2 separate regions of the Callithrix jacchus genome follow, and region 1 is linked to region 2. Evidence: chromatin contacts called from public Hi-C data. All regions are on one chromosome and are shown on one strand. The core of a region is the stretch at or near the end of the contact, and the rest is flanking DNA. Distances in the headings are between cores, read along the strand shown. Region 1 holds the start of SRL (sarcalumenin). Region 2 overlaps ADCY9 (adenylate cyclase 9).

Evidence for each region. Hi-C and Micro-C count contacts between places; a contact is called where the count stands out from the background.
Region 1: a Hi-C map of skeletal muscle shows a contact between it and region 2, with 8 times the contacts expected there. The contact joins the promoter of SRL here to the enhancer-like site in region 2. A contact is called at or near these places in 2 of 3 Hi-C or Micro-C datasets (both in skeletal muscle).

What each region holds. Positions count from the first base shown.
Region 1 is chr12:6,357,860-6,360,705 of calJac240_pri, forward strand. SRL (sarcalumenin) reads right to left here and starts at 1,287. Exons shown (of 6, transcript XM_078344544.1): 1 at 1,165-1,287.
Region 2 is chr12:6,227,358-6,230,062 of calJac240_pri, forward strand. ADCY9 (adenylate cyclase 9) reads right to left here. Exons shown (of 12, transcript XM_054242529.2): 3 at 1-1,425. The coding sequence starts at 1,382. Among named protein-coding and RNA genes, the nearest start is that of ADCY9, 13 kb to the right of the region's middle. Within about 2 kb of position 1,419, at least 10 of the 16 cell types and tissues checked have an H3K27ac peak or open chromatin away from gene starts, as enhancers often do. A contact at or near this core is called in skeletal muscle, where this site is marked.

The DNA of each region.
Region 1 (2,846 bases), core at 37-2,536, 130 kb after region 2:
TTAACATGGGGGAGACTGGGTGATCTCCCTATACAGCTTGCTTTAAAAAAACAGCCTGGGCTCCTGGCTCACGCCTGTAATCCCAGCACTTTGGAAGATCAAAGTGGGCAGATCATGAGGTCAGGAGATTGAGACCACCCTGGCCAACATGGTGAAACCCATCTCTACTAAAAATACAAAAAAAAAAATAGGTGGCTGTGGTGGCGCACACCTATGATCCCAAATACTCAGGAGGCAGAGGCAGGAGAATCGCTTGAACCTAGGAGGCGGAAGTCCACTGCACTCCAGCCTGGGTGACAGAGGCTCTGTCACAAAAAAAAAAAGAAAATACAGATCAAGTCTTGCTATGTTGTCCAGGGTGATCCAGATATTCAGGGCTAAAGCCATCTTGCCCCTTCGGACTCTCAAGTAGCTGGGATTACAGGCTAGAACCACCAACCCTGTACATTTATACAATTATTTCAAAAATTAAAAATCTGAAAGACAACAAACTGCTTGCGGGCTAGCGGCAGAAAGCAAGCATTAGGCCACTTCTGGGGCTTGCTAGGGTCGCCGGCTACGTGGGTGTATGTCCAGTTGTGAAAATTCAGGGAGAGCCTAAGCTATGCACCCTCTTCTGAAATTGTTACCTAGTACGCCAATAAAAGGCTTCTGGCCCCAGAGCAGTGGCTCACGCCTGTAATCTCAGCACTCTGGGGACTAAGGCAAGAGGATCGCTTGAGGTCGGGAGTTCCACGATAGCCTAGACAACATGCTGAGGCCCGTCTCTACGAAAAAATTAAAATTAGCCGAGCTGGTGGCGTGTGCCTGTGGTCCCAGCTACTCCGGAGGCTGAGGCGGTAGGATCGCCTGAGCCCGGGAGGTAAAGGGTGCAGTGAGCCGAGATCGCACCACCCTACGCACCACCCTACACTCCACCCTACGCGACACAGCAGGACCCTTTTAAGAACAGGTTCTGTTGAGTGTCGCATTGATCCGGTCCGTCCCACGCCCCCTGTGCTTCACAAAAACGTCAAGTCCGACCTCCCGGCCCGGCGCGGGGGCCTCCTCTTCCGCGGGCCCGAGCTCCTTGAGGCCGGGAGTCACCTATCGCACTCAGCCTGACACGGCAATGTCTCGGATACTTTGGGTAAAAATTAAACGTCTTACGAAAAATCCTGTCACCTGTTTCTCGATTTTTTTTTTTTTTTACGGTGGCGTCTAGAACCTTTCCTCAGCGCAAACTCCGTACCCGGGTGCCGTAACCACCTGTTCCCAGGGTGGGCAGGAAACGCGCCGGCGGCGTCTGCGCGCGGGGCGTGCGTGAGAGCGCGCGGGCGTTAGGCGCGGGGGCGGGGAAGAGGGCGGGGCAAGACGACCATGGTGGCGGGAGCGCGCCCGCCCTGGCCTGAGGCGTCAGGAAACAAGCGCGCGAGCGAAGGGGCGGGGCGAGTCCGGGAAAAGGCGGGGCCGCAGCCGCGCCCCTGACTTCCGCCGCCTGCGGGTGAGACCGCCTACCATCCCCGGGCGCGCTTGGGCAAGTCGGGGGAGGCGGGGTGGCCCGCCCCCAAGCCACGCCTCTGACCTATGAGAACTGGGCTGTCCCGCACCGACAGAGAGGAGCCTTCGCTCTCGCAGGGGCTGGGCGTTCTGGGCGCACTGCGCCCTCTGTTGAACCTTAGAAGCTGCGCGGGAACCGTCGGGCCTGCCGTTTCGCACCTGGCCGAAAGGGGTCGCTGTGCCGGGCCAGATCCTATGTAAATTTACCTGGATAATCTCACTAAGAGAAAATTAGCTGCAGTGCAAAGAAGCCAGACTCAAAAGAGTGGATTATTCCATTTACATGACATGTTGTCACAGGTAAGACTACAGCAACAGAGAATTAGATCAGTGGCTCTTATGGGCTGAATTAAACACCAAGGGGCATGGGGGACATTGGAGATAAAGGAACCAATTCATATCTTTTTGTTTTTTAATTTTGCTTTCCTTTTATTCTTTTTAAAATCGTATCTTGATCATAGTGGTGTATAGGAAACTGTGCATTTGTCAAAACACGCAAAACCAAAAACCAGAAAGTTTGAGTTTTACTAAATGTAACTACTTTTTTATTAATTTGTTTTTAAAGACAAATTCTTGCTCTCTTGCCCAGGATGGAGTGCAGTGGCTCCATCTTGGCTGACTGAAATCTCTACCTACTGGGGGCAAGTGATTCTCCTGCCTCAGCCTCCCCAGTAGCTGGGACTATAGGCGAGCACCACCAAGCCCAGCTAATTTTTGTATTTTTAGTAGAGATAGGGTTTCACTATGTTGGCCAGGCTGGTCTTAAACTTCTGACCTCATGTGATCCACCTACCTTGGCCTCCCAAAGTGCTGGGATTATAGGTGTGAGCCACCTTGCCTGGCCAACTACTTGAACTTTTTAAAAAAAGATATTAAAACCAGAAAGCAGATAGGTGGTTGCCGGAGACTGGGAGGAGGGGGAAGGAGTGCTTAACGGAGGCATTTTGGAGTGATGGACATGTTTTGGAACCAGGTAGGCTGTGTAACACTAATTGTATTAAGTGCCATTGAATTGTTCACTGTAAAATTCCAGGAAACTCTGCAGGCTCCTTTCTGTTAAAAGAGTTCATGTCCATGTCATCATGGGGTGAGCTGTGACTGCCTTCTACTCTGGCCTCAGTCCTCAAGCACCCAGCACCATGAGCATGAGGCATAGCAGAGGACCATGGCGTAAATCGATCTCTAGCCACGGAAGACTGAAAGATTTAAAGGATCATGGCCCAGCCTGGACAACATGGCAAAACCCTGTCGCTACAATAATATACAAAAAAAATTAGCTGGCCAGGCATGGTGGCTCACCCCTGTCA
Region 2 (2,705 bases), core at 169-2,668:
CAGTAGGCATGGTCGGCCCGGGGCTCGGGACAGCCCGCCACGCAGTAGTAACAGTCTCCCAGAGTGCTGATCTTCTCACACTTGGTCTCCTCACACAGGCGGTCGAAGCGACCGAACAGATCGTTCAGGAGACCCACCAGGGCGTGGGCGGACTTGTTGGCACTCATCTTGGTGAAGCCCACGATATCTGCAAATAAAATACTGACTTCCTCGATCTGCTGCATCTTAAAAGGGCGGAAGGCAATAGGAGCTTTTTGTATGGAAGACTTCTTCTTCCTATTCTTGGGGCTCGAGGTGGCATACCTCTTGACAGAATTCTCACTCTCCTCATCCCCCTGCTTCATTAAGTCGTCGGCTATGATTCTTGGCATCACGGAGTGAATCATCCTCTCTTTAAGGGCTTTCTCCACTTCCAAGTCCTTCCCGTGCATGATGGACTGTCCAACCTTGAGGAAGGTGCTCCTGGACCTCACCTGGGACATGACGAACAGGTGGACCCCGATGGCATGGATGCAACCGTGGAGCAGCGCCCTGCTCAACAGCTCCCAGTGCAGGGCCCCGGCTCCGGGCGAGGGGAAGCAGGCTTCATCCCGGAAATGGTAGCCAAAGGTCTCGAAAAGGACAGAGTAGGCCACCCCCAGACACAAGCTCAAGTACAAAGGCAAGTGCATGACGGTGTAGAGCAAGAAGAGCACTTCGATGCACATGGAAAAGCTCCCCACTTGAGATAAGCACGTGTCCGTGGGCTGGGCTGCAGCCGTCAGATTGGAGCTGTCGCCCAGTCCTGAGACAGGCGTCAAGACCTGGAACTGTGCAGCCAGGGTCAGGGCGAACACCAGCAGGGTGAGGGCCAGCGAGGTCCACACGTAATGCCGGGCGTACAGCTTGGTGAAGGTAAACAGAAAGAAGCCCACGCACACCAGGAGGAAGCACAGAGCGGGGGCGACCATGACGATCAGTCTGGATCTCATGTGGACCGCAAAATAGATGCTCCACAGAAGGCAAGCAAAGCCAATGTAGAAGAGTGCATACCGGAACCGGCGCTGGGTCTGCGGGAAGCAGCGCTCCAGGCAGGCCTCCTCCAGGTTTACCGAGTCGAACTTGGGGTCCCACCAGCGGCTGGAGGCCCTCTCGAACAGCTGGGGGAGCTTCTTCTGCCTGCGAAGGCGGCCTCCGCTGCCCACTCGCCGGGGGACACCCCCGGAGTCCCCGGAGCTGCTGCAGCTGGAGGAGATGCTGTACTTGCAGTGCTTGGGGTGGCTGTTGGAGGACAGCTGCTTGGGGTTGATCTTGACGCGCACGCTGTTGCTGTCCCCGCTGGAGTCGCAGCTCACCTCGGTGCTGTGGTGATGCAGCAGCTGCTGGTGGGGCGGGGAAGCCATGTTGCCGAGTCCCGGGGCCTGCCCCGGCCGGGGTCACCAGTACCTGCCAGCAAAACGGGGAGAGTTAGTGGCGCTCCCACCTGGACACGCACACCTAGGGGCCGGGGACTCGCTGCCGTCCTAAGGGGCGGCTCCAGCACGCGGCTAGGAAAGGCACCAGAGGCTCCCCGAAACTGTGTGTGGATCCCGGCTCAGCCGTGCCCCCACCGCCCCCGCTTCGAGGCGGACGCGAACCGCTCGGTACAGACCTAGAGCGCCCGGGGGTCCCCGACGCGTGGCTGCCGTGAGTCCCAGACCGCGGTGCCCGCTCGCCTTCCGCGCCGCTCGCCCCGAGGGTGGCCTCCGCGCCGCACGGCTTCTACTCCCCGCGCGCTCGCCTCCTCCAGCTGCGGCTCCGGAGGGAAGTTCAGACCTTGAGCGCTCCCAGCCCCGCGAGCCGCCTGCGCACAAACAACTCCGCCGGCGGCGCGGAGCCCTCCATCCTGCAGGAGCCGCGCTCCGATGCGTCAAAGGCAGCGCGCTGCGGGCCCCGGCCCCGGCCCCCACAGGAGCCGCGAGCCTCGGCGGGCGCCCCGGGCCCGCGCTCCCTGGGCCGCCCCCCGCGCTCCGGGCCCGCCCTGCTCGCCGCGGCGGGCGCTGGGGGTGGGGGCGCCCCTGGCCGCGAGTGCGCGGAGCCCGTCGGCGCGGCCCGTCTAGCGGGGCCTGCTTCCCCCGAGCGCGCCGCCGCCCCCGCCGGGGCCGCCGCTGTCCCGGGACCGAGCGCGGGGAGCCGAGGGCGCGGGCCACTCGCCGGGCGGCGGTGCGGACGCTACCTCAGAGCCGGGCTCCCGCGACGCCGGCCGGGACGCCCGCCCGCCAGCCCGCGCCGGGGGCCGCCTCCCCGAGCTAGAGACGCGGCCGCCGCCGCGCCCGCCGCCGTGTCCCCCGCGGCCGCTGCCTCATGTCGGAAGAGCCGCCGCCGCCGCCACCATCTCCGGCCCCTGCCCCGCCCGCTGTCACTGACAGACGCGCGCCCGCGCCGCCCCTCGCCCCGCTGCAGCGCGCACGCGCGGCCCGCGCACGCCGCCGCCGCCTCCGGGCCCCGGACACGCGCACCGGCCGCGCGCCGCCCCGCCTTGGTGCGCGCACCGGGCTCGGGGCTGCGGGGCGGGGCGGGCGCGCGCCCGGCTCCGCCCTCCGCCCCGGGCGGCGCCTGTCCAAGGCAGCGCGCTGCGGGCACTGCGGGCTCTTCGGGCACTGCGGGACACCGCGCGACACCGGGAGCCCCGACCCCATGGAGAGACCTGAAGGCGCCTGCCGTGGAAGGAGCCGCTGGGCGCAACG